Regions from separate parts of the Gossypium hirsutum genome. Here region 2 is linked to region 1. The links are chromatin contacts, called in public Hi-C maps. All regions are on one chromosome and are shown on one strand. Each heading gives the region's core, a stretch centred on a gene start, on an enhancer-like site or on the middle of the called end of the contact. The rest is flanking DNA. Distances are from core to core; before and after follow the strand shown.

Region 1 (6,235 bases), core at 1,409-3,908:
TGGATTTTACCTCCCTGTGGTTACAGTGGAGTACATTGAAGTCAGTAATTCTATCTCCCTGGTCAGCAGTGGAATAGGTTGAAGATTGTAAGTCTTATCTCCCTGCAGTTGCAGTGGAATAGATTGAAGCACTAGCTCCTATACTTCTGAAGATGCAGTAGGAAGGAATGAGGCTACTTGAAGAAGAAGAGTTTCATGTTCCAGCAAGACTGGGCAAAATTGGGCATTTTAAAGTCTTTGCTCCGTTCCTGTTACACGACAACGAGCAAAGAGGGGCAGCTGTAATACCCAATTTTAGCCCGGGCTCGCATATGGAAACATAATTTTTGAGGATATGCAATCTTAGATATGATATGCAATCTTAGATATGATATATAATCTTAGATATGATATGCAATCTTAGAATATATGATTTTGTAATCTTAGAGATTTAATTTGTAAATACCCTTTAATCTCAGCCGTTGATGTAATTGATCTGTACTGTTGGATTTTGGGAGGCTCAACTATAAATAGAGGCCTCTCCCTTCATTGTTGAAAGAAAAGGAGGAAGATGAATAAAAAAGAGAACGATTGGCAGTTTTTTAAAGGTGACTTACTATTTTTTTCTTCCGATTATTATTATTTATTTACGATTTTAAAAAGGCGGAGAAGGTGATACCACTGCGAATTTTATTTATTTATTTTATTTAGCCCCTCCGCCTTTTAATGTTTTTGTAATTAAGTTTTTTTTTCTTAATTTACCCTTTTATTTATTTTTATTTCAATTGGGTCTAAGTTGAACGGCGTTGTTTTAGAGGAGAAGGGAAAATTTCCCTTCCAGCCCCTCTATGTAATTCACGCGTTCAAATTAATCCTTTTACTTTTATTTATTTGCGGATTTACCCTTGTTTTTTTACTTCCGACCCAATTTAGTCCTTTCTCATATTTTTCTTAAAATCAGTATTTCTAATTTTTTTATGAAATTATTATTATTATATGTATATATATAAATATGTTTCTTTTGCATGTATTTACACCTTAAAAAAACTAATATTTTTCGTATATTTTAGACACATGTTTTATTAATTTTGATATTATCTTAATTATTTTAAACTTATATATTTTCATGGATGTATGTATATATTTTTTATTTATTTCAGTTATTTGTCTATTAATTTATGTTTACATATATTTTTTATTATCTTGTCCATTTATTTGATATTTTGCAGGCCATTATTTTACTTATTTGTTCATATATTTGCATTATTTCTATGCCATCGTAGTATTTATTATTGCATTATATATTTAATATAGCATAACATTACATTTTTTACTCGATTTTTAAAATCAAACTTTTTCAAAATGGATATTCTTTTAATTAAAATAAAAACTCATTATTGGGAATTCAACACGTTGTGTCCTAACGTATTGGATGTGACGCATTGATTTCTCGAAATGAATATTTTTTTTAAAAATCATGAAGGAAATATTCCGAGTTTGAGATTCTAAAGGAATTGTGCCCTAACATATTGGGTGTGATTTCTTAAATCTTGGATAAGTGGATGTTCTTTTAAAGTAAAGGAAATATTCCAAGTTTAGGATTCTAAAGGGATCATGCCCTAACGTATTGGGTGTGATTTCTTAAATCTTGGATGAGTGGATGTTCTTTTAAAGTTTTATTGTATAAGTATTCTGATCTAATTCATTTTGGGGGAAATTAGAATGTTGTGCCCTAACGTATTGGGTGTGGCATTTTTGCTTCTCTAAATTGAAAAGGGTCTTAATATGCAACGTTTTAAGTTTTTAAAGATTATATTTTTAAAATTTTCGACCTTAAGACATTAATTAATTAACTATGTACCAATTTTTGGGCGTAATGAGGGTGCTAATCCTTCCTCATACGTAATCGACTCCCGGACCCGTTCTTCTAAAATTCGTAGACCAAAGTCGTTTTTAGGTGACCCAATCACACCTTAATAAAAGATTGGTGGCGACTCCCAACTTTCATTTTCTTTTTTTTTAAGTCGACAACCTAAAATTTATTGTTTTCAAAAAAAATGGTTTCGACAGTAACAATGTTTTTATTTGACATGTTTAATTTTTTTTAATTTAACTCGAACAATTTCACTTGATTCAAAAATTTTCAAATTATGTTAGGATGATAAAATAGGATTTGTGAACTCAAAATTTTTTTACTTGATTTGATCAAACGCTCACCCTTAAATAGGAGGATATTGCGCTTTAGCGCACTCAAACCCATGTTCTCCTGCATAAGCAATAATACTCATGTCAATTAAGCTAATACTCAAACATCAATTCTATTATTTATTTTCATTTTAAAATGATAACAATAATAAAAATTGGACGTAAATCTCTTTTTGTTTAAAGAATTACAAACGGTGAAATCTTAATAAATAAATAAAATGTGTCAGTGGTAACATGGGACTTTTGCACTTTCAAAAACATCACTCCTTCCCACCTTTTTTATGAAAATAAAAATTATTTTAACTAATGTTATGTGACATATTACTGCGCCCATAAATAAAATTCAGAATTAAAAACTAAAATATTCAAGTGATTAATATATTTTTTTTCCTTAAAGGCAACATGTGGGCATGGCATGTAATGATCAAAAAGTTGAGTCCCATTACATTACATTACCAATTGCCATTGTTTAGCCCAAAGTTTCCACCTTTATAAATACCATACAATTCCCCTTCATTAGCCTTTGTACCATAAACAATAACCCACTTTCAATTTCAGAAAAACGAAAATGGGTATTGGCAGCCTCACATTGCCTTCACCACCTCAATTCGTTATCCTCTCCCTTCTTCTCTTGTGTGCTTTTGGTGAAGCCGTTGATCCATTTGCTTGTGACCCGAAAGATGCGGTGACGGCTGGTTTTCCTTTTTGCAAGGTTTCGATGCCGATGTCGGATAGAGTGAATGACCTTGTAGGGAGGTTGACGTTGCAAGAAAAAGTAAGGTTGTTGATAAACGGTGCGGCACCAATTCCACGGTTGGGGATCAAAGGGTATGAATGGTGGTCGGAAGCTCTTCATGGGGTCTCTGATGTGGGTCCTGGGACTAAGTTCGGTGGGGCATTCCCTGGTGCTACTAGCTTCCCTCAAGTAATCTCGACTGCTGCTTCTTTCAATGCTACGTTATGGGAAGCTATTGGACGAGTAAGTTCTTTTTTTTTTTGTCATCTTAAAGATTAAAAAAATTAAAATAATATTGTTGATTACTTTTCACTCTCTCCTAAGTAGTGATATCTATATATTTATATGATATAAATATTATTAATTGATATGACATGTTAGGTAAATTTTATGCATATATACGTATTTATAAGGTCTTATACATATATAATTTTACAAAAAAATAAACTCAGTAAATTCATTACAATTCAACTCAATTCAATTAAGTTTTAGACCGGTAATGATAATTATATTTAATTGGACTTTTATATCATTGGGTATATGTAGAATTATTTTAGGGAAAAAAGGTGACAAGTGGATTGAATGATAGTTTTATGAGCCATTGAGAAGTTAACTTTGTATGACATAGCCTCTACTATTAGACTGGTAGATATGTCAGCTTTGTCAACTGTGGATTTAAAAAATTGCAGTATGCTTCATTTCTTTTTATATTTCATTATACTTCGACAGATAGTCATACCTCAGCATTATTAGATGAAGTAATGTTATCCATAAAGCTATCATCATCTTCTAAATTTGATGATTAAGTCCTAATTTAATTAGTGTGTATTATTATCTATATAAGAAGATGTAAATTTAAATATGTTAAAGTGTATTATCTTTCTATTTATAAATTAAGAGTTATAAATAATTTTAAGAACAAATATGATCATATACTAAATTTTTAAATATGTATTAGATATTTGTGTTTCACACTTGATACAAATAGATTAAAGATTATAAACGTCCTGGCTAGCTTTATGCTTTTCTTGAACTCCAAGACAAAGAAGGTAAGATCCATGTCTCGCAATTTGCTCATTTCACAGTGTTATGATTGGTTCACAAAATCATCAAGTGGAATCATTATTATTGGATAGCATTCCAGGCAACTTGCAAGCGTAATTTTACCACAAAAATAATATAAATAATTAATGTGTTTTATGGGATGGGCGGCGGCAGGTGGTGTCGGATGAGGCAAGGGCTATGTACAACGGTGGATCAGCTGGACTCACGTATTGGAGCCCGAATGTCAACATATTTAGGGACCCACGGTGGGGCCGTGGACAGGAGACGCCTGGTGAAGATCCGGTTCTGGCCGGTACATATGCAGCCTATTACGTGAAGGGATTACAGGGAAATGACGGTGATAGGTTGAAAGTGGCGGCGTGTTGTAAGCACTTCACTGCCTATGATCTCGATAACTGGAATGGTGTTGATAGGTTCCACTTTAATGCTCAGGTCAGTTCACTTTTTGGTAAAATCTGATAAAAGGTCCCTCTTGCAAAACTATAAGGGCAAGGATTAAAGTGATCCATTTAATTTGATAAGATTCTTACAATATAAGGATCTGTGAAGCAATTTTACTGTTAAGCTTTTTTACTAGGATATGTACTTTATTAGTTTTCTAACTTTCATATGATATTGATGGGTGTAGTGCAATTATGGACTGGGGGTATGGATATTGTAAATAGTGACCATTAATTTTTAGTGATAAGATCACCTTGGAAATTGTAGCCGTAGTTTTGAAGATGTAGGTGAATGGGGCCAAACTTGGGATTTTACCAGCTGGAATAATCAATTTTCTCCTCAACCACCTTGTTTCATTTTTGTTTTTTTTATTTATTATAATTTAATTTTTACTAATATTGTTAAATTTTAAATTGAAACGGGATGAAACGGAAATGAATGTATCTAATACCTACGGAGATAATGATGATTTTCAATATTATAATTCATTAATAAAACGAAATAAATGGTGGAGTAAAACGTAGCATTTATAACGCAATAAGATCATGAATTTAAATAAAGAAAGCTGAAATATGGACCACAAAGGATGGCATATTCTCGACTGTCTAAATTAAATCTTTGTCTGATATCATTTAAATATATTAAATCTTTTTATCCAAATGCTCTGCTTTTGTCCGGTTCCTTCCAGAAAAAAACTTCAGACAATGAAACAAAGGGAAAGATTTATAATAATAAAATAAGACAGGCTTGTTCGATTCTCACGTGGGTTCTCACACGTTTATGCAGGTAAGCAAACAAGACATAGAGGACACATTTGATGTACCCTTCAAAATGTGTGTACAAGATGGCAATGTAGCCAGTGTAATGTGCTCTTACAATGAAGTTAATGGTGTCCCTACCTGTGCCGATCCTAATCTCCTGCGAAACACGGTACGAGGTCAATGGAAACTCGATGGGTAAGTCAACCATTTTAAGACAGATCAGTTTAATGATCCCTGTTTTTCATGTTGGTCTGGTTTTTACAGGTACATTGTTTCAGACTGTGATTCAGTTGGTGTGTTTTATAATACCCAACATTACACAACAACACCGGAACAAGCAGCTGCTGATGCCATTAAAGCTGGTTTGGATTTGGATTGTGGACCATTTTTGGCACAACATAGTGAAGATGCTGTGAAGCAAGGGTTGTTGAATGAGGTTGATATTAATAATGCTTTAGTTAACACCCTTAGAGTTCAAATGAGACTCGGTATGTTCGACGGTGAGCCGTCTGTGCAACCGTTTGGGAAGTTAGGACCGAAAGACGTGTGCACTCCTTCGAACCAAGAGCTAGCGTTGGAAGCTGCGAGACAGGGGATTGTTTTGCTTAAAAACAGCGGTGTTTCGTTGCCTTTGTCTCATCGACGTCACCGAACGGTTGCCGTTATCGGGCCTAATTCCGATGCTACTGTTAGCATGATTGGAAACTATGCGGGTACACCATTATGATAATGATTTTGTTTCCTTTTGTTGTTAATGGGATATGGACAATTGAACTTATGTATTAATGTTTAATGATTAGGTGTTGCTTGTGGATACACTTCTCCTTTGCAAGGAATAGGGAGCTATGTGAAAACGATTCACCAACTCGGATGTGCCAATGTTGCTTGTCGAGATGACAAGTTATTTAGTGCCGCGATTGATGCTGCTCGTCAAGCAGACGCGACGGTTCTAGTAATGGGGCTCGATCAATCGATTGAAGCCGAATTCAGAGATAGAACAGGGTTGCTTTTGCCAGGGCGCCAACAGGAACTTGTTTCAAAAGTAGCC
Region 2 (6,235 bases), core at 1,270-3,769, 130 kb after region 1:
TTTCTGAAAGCATCGTTCAAATGAAGCTTGTACAAGCTATGGTGCACTGAGCCTTCAAGAAGTACCTCCTTGGTCCTTAAGTCGCGTACCTGACACTATGTAGGGAGAAACTCAAACATTACCAAGTTGTCTCTTGTGAATTTGGATACAGAGAGTAAGTTTTTAGTTATTCCAGGTGTATACAATAGATATTTCATGTAAAGTGGTCGTGTCCTAGTGAACAGAGAGGACTGACCAGAGCATAAAACAGGGAGAGCATTACCATTTCAAACATAAACCTTACTTGGCCCATTGTGAGACAGATTATCACTGAGGAAGGCAGCAGAGTGAGTAAGGTGATGTGTCGCCCCAGAGTTAGGATACCAAGCGGAGTCACCTACAATGTCAGGTGTAGCCATTAAAGCATGCGTTTGTAAGACAGTAGAAGAGAAAGATGAAGCCTGTTGCAAGGGGTCACCAACAAAAGGACGTGCCCAGTTAGATGTAGGTGTTGACTGGTAGGACCAGGTGGGCGGAGAAGGTGGAAACATAGGTGGCATGACTGGCACAACAAGTAGTGTCTAGAGAGATGGGCCAAGTGCATACATGCACATATTTGCTTGTGATGAAGGCCTATAGCTAGAGCTTTTGTAAGATGCGTTAAACCTGTGATAGCATTGATCAACTAGGTGTCCCATTTTTCCGCATAACTGGCATTGAACACAGGCTCCAGAAGAACGACCTCGCCCACAACCACGAGAATTTGTTAGATGATAAGCTGGTGCAGAATTATTAGTAACTGACTCTTCAGGTTGTTGAGAAACTAAATTGGCAGAGTTAGGAATCTCAGCCATCGTGACTTGCTGTCTAGCCTTAACATCAATTAGCATGGTTGTGACATTCTAAACGCAGTATGAAAGTTGACCAGCGAGAATGATTGAGACAATTGACTCATATTCGAATGGCAGCCCATTGAGAATAGCAGTGATATGTTTATGTTCATTGATGACCTCCCCACAACTAGCAAGATTATCACAGTAAGACTTTATCTTCAACAAGAACTCTTTCATAGCCAAATCACCCTTACGTTGAGAGTGCAAGGCACAACGATAGAATATCAGTCGAGAAGTAGTTTTCTGACATATAACGCCACAATAGCATTCCAAATCTGAGCACTGGTGTCGAGGCCAATGAGATGATGAAGAACATCTTGACTTACCGAGGACAGAAGTCAGGAAGCAAGAGCACTATCTTGTTGTTCAAACCTAGTGAACTCAACATTTTCTTGAGGCACATCATCATCATCTGGAACCATCGAAGGAGGTGGTACAATATACAAGTCAAGAAAGCTTTGAAGCTTATAAGCTTTGACTGCCAACAGAACCTATTGCCGCCATAAAAAAGGTAGTTGGAGTCATCAAGAAGAATACTAACCTTCTTGGTAGAGAAGAACCTACTATCAATAACACCATTGGTGAAATTAGACGCCATCGTGGGAGTAGCAGATTGAACAACGGATGGACTTAATGGTAGATCCATGCAACAAAACAAAAACTTAAAACATCAATCCCAGGATGAGATGGACATCTGATACAATGTTGAATTATACTCAAGAACTATAACATTGAATGAGTATAATAAGCTTCATTGAAAAATTATAATGAGCTGATACATGCATTTATAGTAACAGATGAGTACTGTAACTTCTTTAACAACCTAACTGTTAGCTTAACAGAAGACTAACTAATAACTAACTTTCTTTTATTAACAGCTACTTTAACAGTCTTAAACATTGATAACAACTGCCTTCCATGTTCCTTTGCTACTGAAACAAGAGACCATATCTTTTTTTAATGTGAATTTTCCCGAAGGCTTTGGGGATTGATTTTGGTTCTCTGTGGTATTACAAGACCTATTGGGACTTGGTTTCAAGAGTTTGCATTCTCAAACTTGAAAGAATGTTTCTCATAGTTTGCATTCTCAAACTTCCATTGACTGCATTTATACATATCATTTGGAGTGAGTGGAACGACAGACTCTTTAGCAAATCTTCTCTTTTTAAACCTTTAATTATTCAAATTTCTTCTTTTTTACATTTCAATCCATGACAAATAAATCATATTCAACTCATGAGTTCATAATATTTATCTCTACATCTTTTATTCCTTATTGGATATAAACTTAACCTATTAGATAATGGGGGATTTTATTTTCAATTTCTGATGGGAAGAATGTGTAAGTGTTGAGGATTAAATGTGTAAATATACCAATTAAAAAAACCACACCATTTTTATTGGAGAATGGTTTTATTATTATTTTTAGTTTTCATTGAAAAGTATATAAAATGGGTTTTGGCCCAATCCTACATAACTAATTGGGTTAAGACTTAAGACAGTCCTTTGTAAACAAAGGTATTGGGCTACGGCGGCTCCAAGCCTAAAACTCCTCCACGACAATCGAACCTATCACAGCATGCCACGTCATTATAAACACGTCACTGAGCCTACGCTTTACCAATAGCCATGGAGCGTATCATATCCGCGCATCATCGTACAACAATACACCAATATACTACTCATGATTTTCAGTTCAACAATTCAAAATTCGCCACGTCATCACATAGTCCCTGTTTTTCAAAGTATCGTCCTTGGATAAATTTATCCAAAAAGAAAAGACTTATTTTATATAAAAAAGTAGAAATTAAAAAAAAAAAACCAACCGGCTAGCACTTGCTATAATAAAGAAACCAGAGGGAGATTCAAACAGAGGAAGAAGAAGAAGAAGAAGAGAGAAAAAAAAATGAAGTCTCAGATCTGTTTAGCCTTTGGAACTCTGGCCTTGTTGTTAGCTTCAGCTTTGGCCGATGACGTCGTCGTACTGACCGAAGCGAACTTCGATAAGGAAGTTGGTCAAGATAGAGGAGCTCTCATCGAGTTCTATGCTCCTTGGTAAATAATTTTTCTATCGCCTATTGTTTTTCATTTCTTTTTTAGATTAGTGTTTATGTTGTATATTTTTGATATTTTAGAGTAGATCCTCATTAATCGATCGTTAGATCTATCTTCAGCAAGTCATAGTTGAACATCGGTTGTTTTCTCTTATTCATTTTTTTGGTTCTGATGTTTGTTTCTTAGGATCATACTCTCTAGGTCACTGAATTGTTGCTAAAGATATTCCTCTTTTTTTTGTTTTGAATTTGGTATACTTCTGAGTATGGATTTAGATTATGGAAAAAACTTAAGATCCAGCTAGTTATATTCTGAATATATGTTATTTTGATTTCGGACTACAGGTGTGGACACTGTAAGAAGCTAGCTCCTGAGTACGAGAAGCTCGGGGCAAGTTTTAAGAAGGCTAAATCCGTCTTGATTGGAAAGGTTTGTGATTTATAATTACATAGCTTTGCTTGTTGATTTATGAATTATTGTTTATCGAGGCTTTTCGAATTGTGAAATTTTTTTACTATAATGAAGTTTTTTTCTTGCTATTGCTATGTGTAGGTGGATTGTGATGAACATAAGAGTTTATGCAGCAAATATGGTGTTCAAGGCTACCCAACTGTTCAATGGTTTCCTAAAGGCTCTTTGGAACCTAAAAAGTGAGTATAAATTAACATGTTGGAACAGATCTTTTGACAGTTAGGTCTTGTTTTATGTTTAGTTTCTTTTACTCATATTTTTATTTAAACCATGGTCTTAGTAAATCAAAATTGTTTTACCTAGGTATGAAGGACCACGCACGGCTGAGGCACTTGCTGAATTTGTTAACACTGAAGAAGGTACATATGTCTTTTTCCTTCCGAAGAATTTTCCTATTGTGGTCTGCCATTACTTCTTTCTTGTGTGTGGTTGACTTTCTGAATGTAGATTGATACCCAAAATAGTCAAAACACAATATGATTTTGCTAAACTGATGTATTGACAGGGACTAATGTGAAGATAGCCACTTTGCCATCCAATGTTGCAGTGCTAAATGCGGATAATTTTGATGAGATTGTCCTTGATGAAACCAAAGATGTGTTGGTTGAGTTTTATGCACCTTGGTAAGCGTGTTTTTTTTTCTTGGGTTGGTAATATTACTGTTTTGGAGGGAAACCGAAGGGCTTTTTCTAGTTCCATCTCCCTTTTTATATGAACTTGTTTTGACCAAGTTCTGGGTTGGTTTTCTGCCAGGTGTGGCCATTGCAAAAACCTTGCTCCTGTAAGCATCTATCTTTGTTTAATAAAGTAGGCATTATTCTTTTGGTACAAGTGGGGATCTGCATTCTAAACCTTTGTTTTTGTCTCTACAGACCTATGAAAAGGTAGCAACGGCATTTAAATCGGAAGATGTAGTGATAGCTAATCTAGATGCTGACAAATACAGGGATCTAGCTGAAAAGTAAGCATGGAGTTATCCAACAAGCTCGGTTTTATTTTATGAAGTGTTTGTTAACAATTAGGGAGTTATCAGTGGGTTTTAAGGCCTATGCTTTTGTTGCAGGTATGGAATAAGTGGGTTTCCAACATTGAAATTCTTCCCTAAAGGTAACAAAGCTGGCGAAGACTACGACGGTGGCAGGGATTTAGATGACTTTGTTTCTTTCATCAACGAGAAATGTGGGACCAGTCGTGATGCAAAAGGGCAGTTAACTTCAATGGTTGGTAGCTCATATGTAGGCTGGTACACCATATTTGTCATCAATACTTCTATATGGATTAATTGTTCTCGTTTTTCTTTGCATAGGCTGGTATTTTGTCAAGTTTGGATGCATTAGTGAAGGAGTTTGTGGCTGCTTCTGCCGACGAGAAGAAAGCAGTCTTCTCCAAGATTGAAGAGGAAGTTGAGAAGCTCAAGGGTTCTACCGCGAGGTATTCATTTAGTTTTTCAATATTAAGCTCCAAAGGAGAACTCATCAGTACCTATTTTCCATTTTAAAATTTTGTGTCAAAGGACTAATATTATTTCTATGTATAAATGTTCATATTGCTGGTTGTCAGGCATGGAAAGATATACTTGAAAGCTGCTAAAAGCTGTTTAGAGAAAGGTGCTGACTACCCCAACAAGGAAATTGAGCGGCTGCAGCGCATGCTTGACAAGGTAAAGAGTTACTATTGTAATAGAAGTACATATGGTGAGTGGTTTGACTGTTACAGTTAATTAACAGGATGGTGCCCTGAATCATCTTTGCCATATCTTAATAAGGGTCATTTACAATAATGTTTGTAAGCTATTTGAGATCAACTAGAAGAAACTCGAATTCAATTCGGTAATTATTGAGCTGAGTAGCTCGAGCTATCAGTCGAGCCGAATTCGAACACTATAATGGCTTGATTTGAATGGCTAACGAGCCTAATCGAGCTATTCATTTCAATATATCTCTATATTAGGAAATTGCATTTTTACCCTCATGTTGAAGGAGCTCAAGTGTGAATGAGTTAATCGAGATTGAGCTACTCAAAGCTCAATTTTGTTTCGAGTCGAGCTCGATTTTAGAAATTGATGTTCGATTGAGCTCAACTTGAGTATCAAAACCTAGCTCAACTTGAGTATCAAAACCTTGAGTTTCAAGTCGAGCTTGAGGTTGCCAGTATTTGGGATCCACTTGGCTCTACACCGTTAGTTGCCAACGGTTAAAATATTCAGTGGTGATTGTTCTGAACCATGAGTTTTTTTTTTTTTTTGTTCTTGATGCAGTCACTAAGCCCAGCAAAAGCTGATGAATTCACGATCAAGAAGAACATCCTATCAACATTTGCATCTTCTTAGATCAATGTATTTCACCTCGTCTAGTGCTGCGGTGGGTTCAAGTTTCATCGACGTTTTCAAGGACTGGGAACATCTTAGCGTTTTATGTTTTGGGTATCTTTCAGCAGCAAATCGCTAGGCCTTGATTAGGACTTGAGCACCATTTGCGTGCCGCAGCACCAGTAACTAGTAAAAGTTCTTATGATGGAATTCTCTCCTAAAACTAGTTTTGACCAGTGATTTCACTCGGCATTTATTCGAATTTTTGCTCCTGTTTTTACTATTATAGATTTCCTGGAAACTTATTTTGAATTAAACCAATATATAGATGTGAAATAACACGTTTAAACAGTAGACTGATTTTACAAAGGTTCCGTAGGCCAGATTTTGAGAAAAGCATGTGAAACAAGAGGGTGAACGATGATGGAAGACCTCTAATCACCGTATTCATCCACTTTCACTATGCAAAGATTTCTCTTGGCTAAATTCAGGCTTTGAGATGCCCAATGTAGAACACTCCTCAATCTGA

What was found. Hi-C and Micro-C count contacts between places; a contact is called where the count stands out from the background.
Region 2: a contact with region 1 is called in a Hi-C map of leaf, with 1.8 times the contacts expected there. The contact joins the promoter of LOC107946037 here to the promoter of LOC107946033 in region 1. A contact is called at or near these places in 4 of 34 Hi-C or Micro-C datasets (leaf and petal).

The regions. Positions count from the first base shown.
Region 1 is chrD12:43,841,939-43,848,173 of Gossypium_hirsutum_v2.1, forward strand. LOC107946033 (probable beta-D-xylosidase 2) reads left to right here and starts at 2,659. Exons shown (of 5, transcript XM_016880213.2): 1 at 2,659-3,163; 2 at 4,139-4,417; 3 at 5,213-5,382; 4 at 5,452-5,900; 5 at 5,988-6,235. The coding sequence starts at 2,753.
Region 2 is chrD12:43,970,221-43,976,455 of Gossypium_hirsutum_v2.1, forward strand. It overlaps LOC107946037 (probable protein disulfide-isomerase A6), which reads left to right and starts at 2,520. Exons shown (of 11, transcript XM_016880217.2): 1 at 2,520-2,927; 2 at 3,272-3,356; 3 at 3,480-3,577; 4 at 3,702-3,757; 5 at 3,904-4,021; 6 at 4,152-4,179; 7 at 4,271-4,359; 8 at 4,462-4,618; 9 at 4,705-4,829; 10 at 4,959-5,058; 11 at 5,656-6,060. The coding sequence starts at 2,779. The coding sequence ends at 5,727. It overlaps LOC121224137 (a long non-coding RNA gene), which reads right to left and starts at 1,606. Exons shown (of 3, transcript XR_005921676.1): 1 at 458-1,606; 2 at 284-376; 3 at 1-95. LOC107946038 reads right to left here. Exons shown (of 3, transcript XM_016880218.2): 3 at 6,012-6,235. The coding sequence ends at 6,154.